2 separate regions of the Acanthopagrus latus genome follow, and region 1 is linked to region 2. Evidence: chromatin contacts called from public Hi-C data. All regions are on one chromosome and are shown on one strand. The core of a region is the stretch at or near the end of the contact, and the rest is flanking DNA. Distances in the headings are between cores, read along the strand shown. Region 1 holds the start of si:ch211-1e14.1 (UPF0606 protein KIAA1549). Region 2 holds the start of tbxas1 (thromboxane-A synthase).

The links. Hi-C and Micro-C count contacts between places; a contact is called where the count stands out from the background.
Region 1: a contact with region 2 is called in a Hi-C map of muscle, with 4 times the contacts expected there. The contact joins the promoter of si:ch211-1e14.1 here to the promoter of tbxas1 in region 2. A contact is called at or near these places in 2 of 4 Hi-C or Micro-C datasets (liver and muscle).

Annotation. Positions count from the first base shown.
Region 1 is chr8:21,359,007-21,366,540 of fAcaLat1.1, forward strand. It overlaps si:ch211-1e14.1 (UPF0606 protein KIAA1549), which reads left to right and starts at 5,788. Exons shown (of 25, transcript XR_005076625.1): 1 at 5,788-6,123; 2 at 7,161-7,452. hipk2 (homeodomain-interacting protein kinase 2) reads left to right here. Exons shown (of 16, transcript XR_005076410.1): 15 at 1-221; 16 at 782-3,728.
Region 2 is chr8:21,217,392-21,224,273 of fAcaLat1.1, forward strand. It overlaps tbxas1 (thromboxane-A synthase), which reads right to left and starts at 4,468. Exons shown (of 14, transcript XM_037105959.1): 1 at 4,315-4,468; 2 at 3,457-3,606; 3 at 2,992-3,085; 4 at 2,525-2,577; 5 at 2,303-2,399; 6 at 2,078-2,194; 7 at 1,598-1,686; 8 at 1,358-1,506; 9 at 1,138-1,268; 10 at 692-1,051; 11 at 459-547; 12 at 148-285. The coding sequence starts at 3,557.

The sequences.
Region 1 (7,534 bases), core at 4,538-7,037, 140 kb after region 2:
ACCACGCCAGCCAGAACGGGATACCTGAACACTTAGAGAATCAATAGGGCTGTCGCTTCGTCGTGTGTGTTTGCTGCTTGATTTAACAGACATCTTTTTTTTTTTCTTTTTCTTCTCGTAGCCAATGATACAAATAATCTCCTCTGTTCATTTGTCCTCTTGAACGTGGGCACATCGGAACCGCTGGTGGTTTAGTGAAAGCCTTCCCCCTCTCCTTCATGGTATGCCATAGTACTTGCATTTGAAGTGATTTTTTTTTTTTTTTCTAACTTAACATTATCTTGAACTTTTTTGACATGGCTGTAGTACATGTTGTGTTTATTTTTTAGAGATTGTTGCAATAATTCTTATTGTGTGTGTGTGTTTTTATTACATGTCAGGCTCATTTCTATTTTGTAACCTAAGGGGGTTGATGTACAGTAATGTTTAGTATTCCGTGGAGGTGGGTTGCACCTGTGTAAAAGTGTTGCAACACTGCTGAGGACAGCAAGTGTTGAGTCGATGATAATCCAGCGGGGGGCCCTTTCATTGTGAGGGTGCCACACCCAGGCTTGAAATCAACCAATCTCTTAAAAAGTCTCCCGATGGGCCCCCAAGCAGTTTGTCATCCTGGTACTCGTCTCCCACAAAAACTCCACTCCTCGTCAGCTCCAGCATGCAAGCCTAGGGTGCGGGCGGTTCAAGATGTGATAACACAGTACATTGCTGGTTACATCAGTCTTCTCTGCTCTGTTGTTGTTGTTCCTTTTTTATTTTATTGTATCTACTTAATTTCCTCTAGGTCTTCAGGGCCTAAGCACACACGTATAAGGGAGATCATTTTCCATTGGCTCTACAGACTACTGAAACATTCCACTGTTGGTTGGGAATTTTGACATTACCCCGTGCCACACTGCTGTCCTGTCCCCCGACATCACACCCGGACTCTTTCGCTCCTCCCACCAAAGAATCCAACGGATCGATCGTGTACAGCACAGCACAGTTTAGCAGGAGCAATCCTCAACGGCGTCGCCACCAGAGCAGACAGGCAATAACTTCTGGTCTCATCCTTACAAGTGCTTTTGAGGACACGTCGTTTTTACGCCCACGCGAACGCATGCGTGCATACCATGTACAAGTACACAAGGGGGATTTAACACACTTAATCCACACAGCACAGTCGTCCATTTTTAAGCGTTTCTGTTGTACCGTCATCACACTTGGCCCCTGTCTAGATTGACTGATCAAGAATTATCTAATCTTTCTCCAAATTGTTAAGCCAGTTTTCTTTTTCTTTCTTTTTTTTCTTACGTTGTGGATATTGTAGCTTTATCGGTGTGGTTTGGAAAATGAATTTGTGTACAAAAACAGTTGTTTTACATTAGCGTGCCATGGAATAGAATGACCTGTTAAAAAAAAAAAAAAAAGAGAGAAAAAAAAAGGGAAAAAAGTGAATTAATCAAAAATGTACCAACTATACCTTTAAAAACCATGGTCACCTGCACAAAATGAATGTAATACGTGACCTGCGACATCTAAAAATGGCTTTAGATCTTTTTTCTCTGTGGGTGATCGCACATTTAATTTTCCTAACACCGTTTGTGGCCACGCATGATGCAATAATTATACATCTGAACTCCAGCAAACTCCCATTTGAGAGATGTAAAAACTAAAACCATCCTCACGATTAGGGGATGTTGAATAATCGCTATTTTCTCAAACGAAAAAACATCTAATTAAGAGTAGCCCTGTATGCGCAACGTTGTTGAAAATGACTTGATGTGTATGATACCTTTTTGTCTATTGCTCTGTTTCACATAACCAATGTTTTGTGTTTTATAAGAAAGGGGAATCAGAAATGTGAGCATTAACGTAGATCGAGTGACCTTACAATTACCAAAATGTGCTTAAGTAGAGTGTAAAAATTTGTTTTGTGTTGTTGAGGTGAGCGTAGCCTTTCCCAGCCGGCGACTTCATTGTTAGAGTACTGCCTTCCAAAAAAGACAACAATACCTCCAAAGGTTTATGGTGACATTTAAAATTAGAGACAAGTAAGTAAGGCAGTAATTCACTCTCCGGCATTCAAACCTCCAACTTATCTTGTGGCGTTATCGTGGATATTCCTCCTCCTGGCACTTTGGGGACAATGGGAAACATTTCTGAGAGCACGATGGCGCACCGTGCTATGCCGGTCTGCTTCAGACAAACTCCTTCAAAGCCCAGCGAGAAGGGAACGGACGAACCCGCACACACTCGTACAGCGTAAACCGTTTGGCAAAGTCGCTGCTGTTTTCCAAAGTACAAAGGGGGTTAGGAAGAGATGTTAGGTGGATCAATCATGAGCTGATGTACTATCCGTCACCAGGAAATTCATAATCTAGTTACACAAGCATTCTTAAAGCCCTTTTTGGATGAGAGTGTATGGGTTTTATTTTTTTGCGGTTTTTTTTTCTTTTTGTTTTTTAACCTTTGTTTAAAGGAGAACTGCTCCTTTTGCTGGCTGTTCCTTGGGGGAATTCAGGGTGAGGTGGTCAAGGTTTGATGCCGTCACTGATAGAGGGTGCCGGAGATCAAAATGTGTGAATTCAAGAACCAAAACCGATTCAAGTACTACTACTATTTTCAATTATTTAAATTGGTGTAAAAAAATAAAAAAAAATAAAAAAAAACAGGCAAGGATATGGGTTTACACATACCAACGTAAATCCTTTACTTCTCCACATTTTATGATCCAACTTTACTGAAATGTAGCTTTTCCCATCTTACTTTTAGAGAGAGATTTCTGACCAAACACAATTATTTTTATGGTGTCAATGAATGGAATCTAGAAGTGGTTGACCAAAGCTACATTCAAAGCCAGATTCACCTGCAAAAAATATTCATTTGGGGATTAGAAGTCGCTTGGAAGTCAAAATTAATTTTGGTACAAACTTCTAACAGTAAATGAGTCTATCTCGAGTATTAGTGCAAGTTTTATATCAGTTATTCAAGTTTTCTAAAAACCTAAGAGTGCATCAAACCCTGACCCCCTTTTGTGTCCATTGCTGTATGGTTTTTTCAATGGTGTAAAATCTCATTCTTTGTCGATAAAGCTAATGTGTGCTGCAGTATTTCCTAGTATACTTCTCTGTTAACTGTCTTTTCTTATTTGCTCTTTGTTTCACTGGGGTGTGGCGTCTCATGATTTCAATTTGTTGATGTAGCGTTCTATGTATACCCTGTTCCTTAGCTTAATGTTATTAAGTATGTTATGAGAATGGATATTTTACTGGCTTTATAGAATGTCTAAATAAATATAATAATGACAATAAGAAGAAGGATTAATTAAACCTCCTAACAAGTTGAGTACTTGCTACTAAGCGCTTGTGTTACCATTATGATGTTGTGTGCTTCTCTTAATCATTTTCGTTGTAGAAAAATGGAGTGAATTTATATTAGGCTTCGAAAAAAACTAATGATAGCATTGTAAATTTTACAGGAGGATTTTAACAGACAAACAGCTTCGTCAAATAGAAGAATATAGTTATTTTAATTGTCCTCTTAACTAACTATAGGGTGAGAAGGGGCTCGCGTTGTGGTGAACTATGTTATAGCTTGTTATTCACTGTTACTTTTGATCATTTTTTCGGTCTCCGAGGTGAATCGAGTTATTAATGAGAATTTGTATGCTCACATATGCATATTGTATATGTGTAGAAAATGTAATCACACTTTGTCTTGGATTTACATTAAACTGTTAAGTCACGGCACCAGTCTCCTGTTTTCCTACTGTGGTGTTTATGTGTGTCTGCGCTGGAGGTGTGTTGTGAGGTGGCTGAGCACATTAACTCAATATGTTATAAAAAAGCATATATAAAGCAGATGATTATTCCGAAATGCCAAGATGGTTTGCGTGCATGGAAAAACAAACATTTAAAGGCCACGCAAGCCCACACCACTTACTCTGTCTGATTAGACCTTACATCGATGTTGGGCAGCGCCATCCTTGGAATTACATGAGGTCACCAGGTCATCAGGGCAGCTGTGGCTCCAGGGTAGAACGAACATCTTGTTATTAGAAGGTCGCTGGTTTGATTCCGCTGGTCTGCATGTTGAAGTGTCTTTGGGCAAGATACTGAGCCCCACACTGCTCCTGATGTGCTGGTTGGCATCTTGTGTGTGATCAGTGTGTGAATCTATGTAAGTCGCTGTGGACAAGTGTCTGCTAAAATGCCCTAAATGTGAATTTATCTATTACAGTGATTAAGCTAACAAAGGTAACAGGTGAACAGGTACATTAAGTGATAACAACTGTGTTGGTAGACCATGGTTGTGTAGCAGCTAAAGAGTGGAAGTTACTATACTTCGGGACCGAATTGGACTTATTTCATAGAGTCATCTGAAGCATGTTCAAGGGAGGTCAAGGAAACCGTCCCTCACTGCTCGTAAGCCTTCTTCAAGTGGCACTGAGCAAGACACTGAATCTAGAAAAAGGAAGCAGAAAAAAAATGGAAAGAGACAGAAATTCTGCTATGTTAAAAACGCAAATTAAGAATACATAACTACAAAGGACACATCCACAGACACAGCATTGTGTAAAGTATGAAAAGTAAATGTAGACATGATACAGATACATAGCAAATCTGATTACTAATGTCATTACTAATACATTATGCATGCATTGTATTGTAATTGTTGCTCAAGGTAGAGGTATTATATCCACTAAACCAATAGGTAGTTTCAGATCCTGGAGGGTAATTAAGCCATGCAGTGGCTAGAACTATGATAAATACACTGGGATTAAAAAAAAAAAAAAAAAAAATCATTCTTTGCCTTATATGACTATGAATACAGAAGCATGAGTTAATAACTAACACGTGAGTGTTAGTAGAAGCACCTTAGCATTGTACATAAATACAGTGGCTAGGTCATCATAATTACTAGTTACATGATATGTATAATATTTTTCTTTAGTGGAGAGATGTAGGCTATGTTTTGTGTGAGACATAGCGACATTGAACGCACATATATAAGTATAAGTATAAGTATAAGTATATTTTCAGATCTGAATTCAGATTTTACAGCTAGATAGAGCTGAAGGCATAAATCAAGCAACATTTTGTTTACCTGCCGCTACAATGAAAAATAGAACTAATTTATTTAAGCTATACATAGCAACATCAGAGTTTCAGGATTTAATTTTTATCATGACACAATACCTGTTAAATGTTTATAAGGGGTTAATAAGATAAATCAAACTTATCCTGCATCATTAACATCAGCAACGTCATCATGTCACACTGCCACTAGGTGGCGATGTGCACCAAAGTGTTGATGCATGCAAACTGGCACTGACGTGATTAGGTTATGCTGATCATCTTCATTTATTTTCAACCACACAAACGATGTTTAAATCATGCACCAGGGGAGCTCCATCTCCGGCTCTTTGCGATTCGGAGCCTTTACTTCCCGACAGAAATCATGCATTACGCATATAAACTAAGTGCACATCCTTTCTGTGGCTTGTCAGATGATAAGTGTAAACATTGCGCTTAAATAGGCTTATATAATGTTGATGAGACTGCAAAAATAAAAAAGGCAGAGAAGCGCACCAGCCATTAGCCAAGCCTAGACCAAAGAAAAGCCCAGTGTCAGTTTGATAAGTTGAATGATTTCCCTCAGCATGGCAAGACGCTACAATGCACCCAGCCAATAAAACAGGCTGACGGTGATATATCCATCCACGGCTATACCTTGCTGAGCCGAGTGCATCATCGCATGAGGCAACGTTGCCGTGGAAGCCGCAGACGCCAGCCGAGGAGGGCCAACCTAATTTTTAAACCCCACTTTGACGGAGGGGCGCTGCAGCCAGTGAGAGCGGCTTTCGATACATTAGAGGCTAATCAGATCAGCCGGGGGGCGGGACTAACCCAATCCTCAGGACGAGAGAAGGTAACTGTTACCAAAAGAGTGTCAGATGGAGCCAGCTACCAGCTCGTGCGCAGAGCGTTTACACTGAAATCACTTCAAAAGCAGGCAGGTGGTTTCATGAAGGTTGAAGACGAAAACAAGGACAGTGTTTTTATTTCATCCAAGGATATGTTCTCGTCACCCAGACAAAGGAACTAATAGAGTCGGAGCTCCTTTTTTTTTTTTTTTTTTTTGGTAAGTCTGAATGCGCAGCTATGAGCAGGCTGACAGGAATGGCTGAGGGGAAAAGGAGAGAAAACTGCCGTTATCTGTGCACTCGGAGCTAGCTTTGGGAAATGATACCCAAGTGTGTTAGCTAACCTGTTTTGAGTATGTTGCTGTGGCGCTCAAATGAGAGGTGTAAAGTGCTTTGTCTCGCCGTGTGAAGAGCCACATGACCGTGAAACTTGAAAGTAACGGGACGGGATGTAGGACAAGAGACTGTACTGTACCATCATGAGACGCTTCGAGAGACAGCGACTGAGAGCTAGCCATACAGCCGGGGGATGAAGTCTGTGCTCGGCGTCCTATTATGCCTTATTCACCACGTTACACCTATTATCCGCCTATGTGGAGTCATAGCTGGGTAGTTTATCTAGCTGTTGATGGGATGGTGATGCCTCACATGTGTTTGTTTGACTAACATTACCGTTAAGTTCTAATGACCTGGTTAGCCATGTGCATGAAATGTTTCCTCTCACACTATGAAAGCATTAGACGAGCATGTGTTCATGCCCCTAGTGCTGTTATTTATTTCAACATGGGATATGAAGTTGTTTTTCCCTATGATATCCTATTTCATGTGGAGAGATGTAGCCTTTATTGCGCGTCAGACATGATGACATTGAACGCACCAAAATCATTGTTTTGTTTTTTTTTAATACAAAATAAAACAAATCCATCTTAATAACATAGATAGGGGTAGGTGCATAGATAAAGCCAAATGAAGTTGATTACCTAGCAATGAAATTGCAAATTGAAACAGATTATTTCCAATTAGAAGTGACCCAACTTTCCTTTGCTCAAATCAGCCTCTTCTTTAATTTCAGATGAAAGGTGTATTGTGTGTTTTGGCGTAATATTAATAGAGCATGTGCTTATGTGCTCTCCAGTGCAGTATTTGTTGTTTCCAGTGAATGGCTGATTAATGGAGTGATGGTCAAGTAGTGTCAGCAAATGCAAGCAGTTGCTCTGTTTTGAGGGTCACAGTGTTGTTCTTTTGTGTTCAACAGCTATTCTTCATCACGAGCACATGTTATGGAAGGAGGGGCCTTAAACTAAAGAAGACCAACACAGGCAACCTGAAATAACCCGAACCTCGAGTTTTCTCTTTGGAATGAATCCTCTCTCCTTAACTGGGTGAAATGCCTTGACCTAACACCCACCATACCATGGCAGGTTTAGTCTCCTCTGTGGGTTTAATGGTGATGTTCAAGGCTCTTATGCATGCCCATGGCCAGCATGCAGTGTTCCTGGGGATGACGGTGTTGGTAACGGTGATAGCAGCGGACTCACCTGTTGCAGGTAAGAGAGCACCTTTCGCTGACTCACACAACATGATCCACTAATTTGTACCTTGTGTTATGTAACTGAAACATTCTAGTGT
Region 2 (6,882 bases), core at 3,218-5,717:
GTGCATTTCTTCAAGATAATTCATAATGCCCCATTCACAAACTGTGAGCAAGCACAGCCAAGTCATTTCCTAGATTTGGATGATGTCGGCACACAAGGTGCAGGTACTATATGTTTTTTCTTATCGACTGTAACAACAGGCTCCTACCGCTCAGGGATGAACTTCTCAGGCTCTGGCCAGTGCTCGGGGTCGTAGTGGAGAAAGCCTGCTGGGATCTCAAGCGTTGCTCCTTTAGGGAGGAGCTGGCCATTCACCACACAGTCCTGGTCGATGTCTCTTGCAAACCTTTGTTGGGTAAAAAATGTCATGTTTGATACACTTTCACTACATTTTCCGTCTTTATTGTCTTTGTGATTCCTCTACGATTTTGTTGAGTATAAACATGATGGTGTTCACTGTGAAGCTACAAAATCTAATGAAAAATGATCTTTTACCCCCATTTAATGTTCTAGATTTACCTGAATCCAGGCGGATAGAGGCGCAAAGCTTCACTTATGACCATGTCTATGTACTTCAGCTCTTGGACATTTGCATAATCTGGTGACTCCTACAATAATAAGAAAAACAAAGTAAATTCAGCATAATTCAGTAGAAGTTTAAACATAACAATGAAATAAAAAGTCTGCAGGCACTGAATTTGTCTGGTTATGAGATAAATCCACAACTGTTCACAACTAAAAGCAACACTCACATGTCTGGTGAAGAAATCGTCCACCTCTTCCTGTACTTTTCTCTGACACTCAGGGTTGATGGCTAGCAGGTAGCAGGTGAAGGCCAGCGTGTTGCTGCTGGTCTCGTAGCCTGCCAGCAGAAAGACAAAAGCCTGACCCACGATCTCATCCTCCGTCATCATCTTCTTCTGTGCACGCCTGGTGGGGGGCTCCTGTGGGTGAGGACGGTCGTCCTGATTGGAGGTGGACGGTTGTGTCTGCTGGTTCCTGTGATCGAGGTCACTGGCAGATTTTGCTGTCAAAGTGTCAAAGTGTTCCAAAGACATGGCCTCCTTGCTGGTTCTCGCATCCAACATCAGCTGAAGGAAGTCTCGGCGCCGCTGCACGCAAAAAATCATCAACAATTTAATTAAAAAAAAATAAAAATTCTAAAGGAGATTCTAAGTTGTACATCCATAAAATCCACCTGTTCAGGAGGCTGCTCCTCTCTCTGTTTGATGATCTTCTGGATGCTGTTGATGAAGAACTGATTCATCTCGTCGCGTCTTTTGTTGGGGATGAGTCCCACCAGAGGAGCCGCCAAAAAAGGAAAAGCAACTGGACACACAAACCAAATACGTTGGTGTGACAAATGCCAGCTAAAAACGATAAATATACAAACACCAGCATAAATCGATTGGACTGACTGAAAAACAGCATGATGGGCCTGAAGAAAGAGAAGGAGAAGAACATCTGTGCGTGGCGGACGAACGGGTCGTCAGGGTTGTTCTGCGAGTCCACCTGTGTTGCGAATGCCACACTGGCGATGACATCCATGGTGAAGCAGCCAAAACACCTGCAGGAACAAGTACACAAAAGAAATATAACAGAGGACAGAAAAGGACACCGTAATTCTAATAACATATGTTCATTGTGCGTGTGATTACTTGTGGATGTCAAAGGCCTCTCCCGACTCAGCATAAACATTCAAGTTGTTCATCAGGGCATCGGTGGCTGTGTTGATGAGCGGAACCATCTACAGGAAAACATAAGAGACAGTAACAGGGAAGACACACATCAATCTGCCACCACAACAATTAGGAAAAGGTCAAACAAACAAACAAATAAAGCATCCTAACACTTTACAGCTGGCAAAAAGCCTTTGTAGATCAAAATACCAGTAAATACAAACAGTGGATGGACACTAACTGCTCTAAGATGTAAATAAAAGATGAACGTGTGGTGCGCTTTTAAAGCAAACATGCAGTAAACACTGCAGGGATGAATATTTTAAGTTACTCCTGGCTGAGTGTGTGCGAAAGTGTTGACAGTAAGACAGGAAAGGGCCTATTCAAACAATCTTTGGTGCATGGTGCGTGTGGGCCGTGTCCAACTCCCTTTTGATAGCTAAATGGCGCTTAACTCACCTCCTTCATCTTGGCAGCACTGAATGACGGGGTCAGGATGCTCCGTACTCTCTTCCAGTGTTCGTTCCTCAACATGAGCAGACAGTCGCTCATGGGCTTGGTGGCAAAGCGTATAGTCTGCACAGAGAGCGAGAGAGGAGAGTACAGATCAGCTCATTGAAGTTTATTTCAGAATCACATGTGAATACATGGTGTACATGTGCCTGCACTGGCAAATGTGCTCACCATTCTGTTTGGAAAGCTGCTGAAGTCCCTGACCATAATTTGTCTCAGCATGTCAGGGTCTGCTACCACCACCACTGGTCTGCGGGCCAAATAATACCTGAAACACATCAGGGAGAGTCAGATCGAAGACCCTTGTGCTTCTAACAGCTTTTCTTACAAGCAAGAATTCACTGAATTTTCCAGTGTGCTGATACTGATGTAGAAGTTACTTTTTCTACTTACCCACAAACTCTGCCATGTGTCTTTATGAGTTCAGTCATAGGTTTGAAAAAACCCTGCAAAGAAAGGTGATGTCAGTTGTGAATGTTGATCAAAACCCTGCCAGGCCACTAGAGGTCACTGGTTAGGCAAGCCAATGCTGGTAGAAGAGGGAATAATACCCAGAATCTAGTCTGTGAGGGAATTATCAGGCCATCTCAAACAAACTGCAGAACTACAAGCCCAATCCTTACTGAGTGAGACATCAGCTAACACGCCCCAAAGGAAGGTGATGAATTCTGCTGGTTTTCTAGATGCTTCTTGAGACCTACAGGGGCAGGGCCACCGAGACTGATCGGCTGAGTATTAATTAAATCACATGCTATACAGAGACACATCCAAATACCATAAAACCTGCAAAATCATTATTTGATGTTATATGTGCATAAAAAATATATATTTGTCTTAACTAAAGAGTGTTTCTGTCTTACCTGGCGAAACATGAATATGTTTCCGTAGAAAGGTATTGGCTTTGGATGTTTGATGCCACATCGAGAAAGGACTGAAAAGGGGTAAACTGAATACCTAGAAAACAGAAAAAAAAAGCAAAGAGAATGAAAAATATTTTGTTTCCACCCTTTGTTTAATTAATACAGTCTTTTGCCCAATCACCCCATCAAATCTTGCATGTTGACTGGTGTTTGTTTGAGCAAACAAAGCAGCATGATCAACTTGTTAGTTTGTTATCTGTCTGGACTAGAATATTTTTAAGGTCCTCCTTCAAGAGCTTCCCAAAATAATGCAATCAGAAACGTCAGCGCTTCAAAGCCTTAAAACATCAGATAGTGTCGACTGATTGAGTGCACTGACTGTCTGTAAGGGCTTGCTGCATATGCTTTGTGTTTGGCACGAGCTGCAGCATCACAGACAGACTAGGATTCAAACCATTTACTCACCAGTAGAGAAGACCCAGAAAGATGAGGAAGAGGCTGAGCGTCACGGAGAACCCACTGGCGTTGACATGGAACATGTTGAGAAAGTCAACCACAGCCTCCATAATGTCAAACTTCTCTTTGCTCTCCACTGCTACAGCCAGATTAAAGTTCCTTAGGGCAAAGAGGGGAACAGAAAATAATTGGGACAGTGTAACAAAAAGGATTTTAACAAATCACGAGGTTACAAGAAAAAAAAACCATTTGCCTGTCTCCAAATATTGCGTGGTTAACATCTTACATATCATAACACAGTTGATAACACAAAGCTTACTTCTTCACAATGAGGAAAGCAGATGGAAGTGGGATAGTGATGGTATTTATTTGTGGGTTGTGCTCTCAGACTGGTTAGTCTACCACAGATAGGTGTGTCGGTTTTACGAAACTAAATTCTTTGTTGAAGATTTGTTTAAGCAGCTTTGTCAATCCGACCTTTCCTCTGCATTTTAAACAGTGTGCACAGGTCAATCCCTCCTACTGGCACACAAGTGATGCTTTGGGACCTGTTAACAGGGCTGTGTTGAAGGGAAAACAACTACGAGTATCATTGCTACGGCTGAAGCACACACCTTCAAACAGCTACCATACAGCTTGTCTTTATTTGAGCTGAAGAACAGCGTTTAAAACCCCGAGGTGATGCTGTAACGTAGGTCATGTGTGATGCTAGGCTACTAGCTACAACCAAATAAATGAGGTCGTCCCCTCGTGTATCACTCCGCTGCACGTCGGGTCACGTTTTCATGAACTGTGTCAGCGCCATTCTTAAATGTGGAGCACTTTAGTGTTTAATTAATGAGAAAAAACTGATGTGTGTTCACTCACCTTATTTCCCTTCACTTGTCATTATTGTTGTTATGATGCCCTTCTTCGTCCGCGTCCTCTCAACGTTACGCAAGCTAGTAGAAATCTGAGCCGCATACTGCCACCTACCGCACGGGAGCGCATTGCAGCCAACACCACTTTATGGACGCGTGTAGGCCGATATATTTGGGCTGCTGTTGGAGGTAACGGTGATATACTGCCCCCCCCAAAAAAGTAGAGAAGTTCTTGGTGCTGATGTTTGATGGCGAATGTGACAGCTTGAGTTGTTGAAGCCGTCTTACTTCCTCCACTTCTTTGGTTTCCTCAATCCCCAGACAGTGATGGACTCAAGTCTCTGAGGAAAATCACCCAGAGACTTGAGTCCTGCTCACACAGCTTCTCCTCAGAGTCCAGCGTCTGTTCAAGGCCTTAAGCTCTGTGGAGAGCTCAGGGTTGAGAGAGATCTGAACAACAAGCTAGGTTTTCAGCTCCTCCTGTTGTCTCTCTCAATGTTCCTCCTTCTCCAGGGTGTTTTGCTGGAGATTACTGAGGTCACCCTGCTCTGCCCTCAGGTTGGTAACCACCTGCAAGGCTTTGGACATTGTGTCCCTGTGAGTGTTGACTTCTGTCTATTGGTCCTGCTGCAGTTTCAGACTGCTGTCTCACAGTGATGATATCAGTTTCATACCTATGATGAGATAAGATAAGTATAAAGATGAGCATACTACACAGTAACTGTCATTGTATGTACATATTTTTTGCCATTTATAATAAATACCTGAGTCTGATCTCATTGCTGATCTGATCCAGTTGTTTTTGAAGAACATTGTTCTTGTCCTTCTCCACCTGGAGCTCAGCTTGATACTTCTCACTGATTAAATGGACAACTTGGAGCTCTTCATAGTCTTTATGAAGGTCCTTTTTCTTCCTCTGCCTGGTGTTATCTCTTACCTGAGTAAATATCTTTGTGTTGCTGAGAGTTTCATCATCGCTGTACTTTCTCAGTCGCTCCAGCTCTCTGGTGGCTTCTTTCCTCTTGTTGATGTACATTTTTTTCTGGGCTTTCTGCTTTTCAGCTGCTCTTTGGTTTCTTCGAGCTCTTGGAGAAGTCTCTGCCGAGACATGTCTGTGTGGTGCTCGCTAGAGTACTCCATTTCTTTTGGTTGGTATATTGTGTCTCAGAAAAATACTGTGGAAAGTACTGTCTCTGACGAGCTGATCGAGTCCAGTTGTTGTTAGTGCTTCTCTCTCATGTTTTCATGGCTGTGTCAGTGGAAGTTGAAGTGTGGGCCTGAAGAAATGTCCTGTAAACCCGCAGTTTATATAGACCTGCTACAATCGAATGCTGGCATGACGACTGGATGATTTCACACACATTTGTTGTGCTTTGATGTTTTCTCAGTTTCCTTGATTTCTCCCGAGCAGATGAGAAGGATGTCTGACCACAGGATGAGAGGAGAGAGACAGACAATAACCTGTGTTTCACTCAAATAAGGCAGTAAGTCCTGACTAAGACTTCAAAAGTAGCAAAGGTGATATGAAGATGTCATAAGCTGAAAGTAACATAACTACAAACTCTCTGACAATAGACATTAAAGTTGGTTTATTTAGAGATGATGGAGTCAGCAGGAGAAATGTGGTCAACATCCTGATGTCTGTCAATTTAAAGAGGGACTGAGATGTTCACTGAACCACTCTCAGCAGACCTCCTGCTGTCAGACCCCGAAGAGTATCTGAAGGGCCAGTGAGTAGGCCAGTATCAGAACATGAACATGACAACATGACATATATATGAATATATGGATATGAAGCCTGAAATTTGAGAGGGTGACATATCAAATGTGTCTCATATTTTTGACACACTAATCCATTATTAGAACTTGACAGTTTAAATCACTGAACAACTTCAATTTGTTTTAGATACACAAAACACACAAAACACCCCTCCGACACAACTCATGGGTCATTTTATCTATATCTATTAGCAGTTCTCATCATATTTAATTCACATGTGTGTACTTTGAGTAGTTTCAGTAGAAAAGATACAATAGTCAGATAACACTTTTTAAGAATTATTGTATTCATCCTGACTGATATAGGTAGGCTGTGATTGGGCCTGTTTATCTGTCACCCAACTGTGCAGCTCTGCACCATCACTGACACAGCATAGTGCAGGTGTGTCACCTTTAGGTTGAGTCCACTGACATTTTGACATTATGATTAAACAGAATAGACTTAGTAGCAAGTTTGAAGCGCAAAGAGCCGGGTGACAAGAAAAGCGTCTAGCTGAAAGTTTAAAACAAGATTGAAACGTAGTAGGTGTAACCCTTACATTTGCTCAGTCCAAACTTTGATCACTGGGTTTTGAAGCATGTTGGTAGGTTATGAGGAAGGATTCTGCATCTGATAGGATAAAATGTTTATGACAATCAAGAGAACCTGTGGCAGTGGCTAAATCCTCAAGCTATTTTCTTGCAATGCAAAAGACCTAAATGCAACCCCTAGAGAGCAAAATGGTTGTAGACATACAGTATAAAAAAAATAAAAAAAAATCTGCTAAAACCATTGGGTTGCAGTTCCTGAAATGTC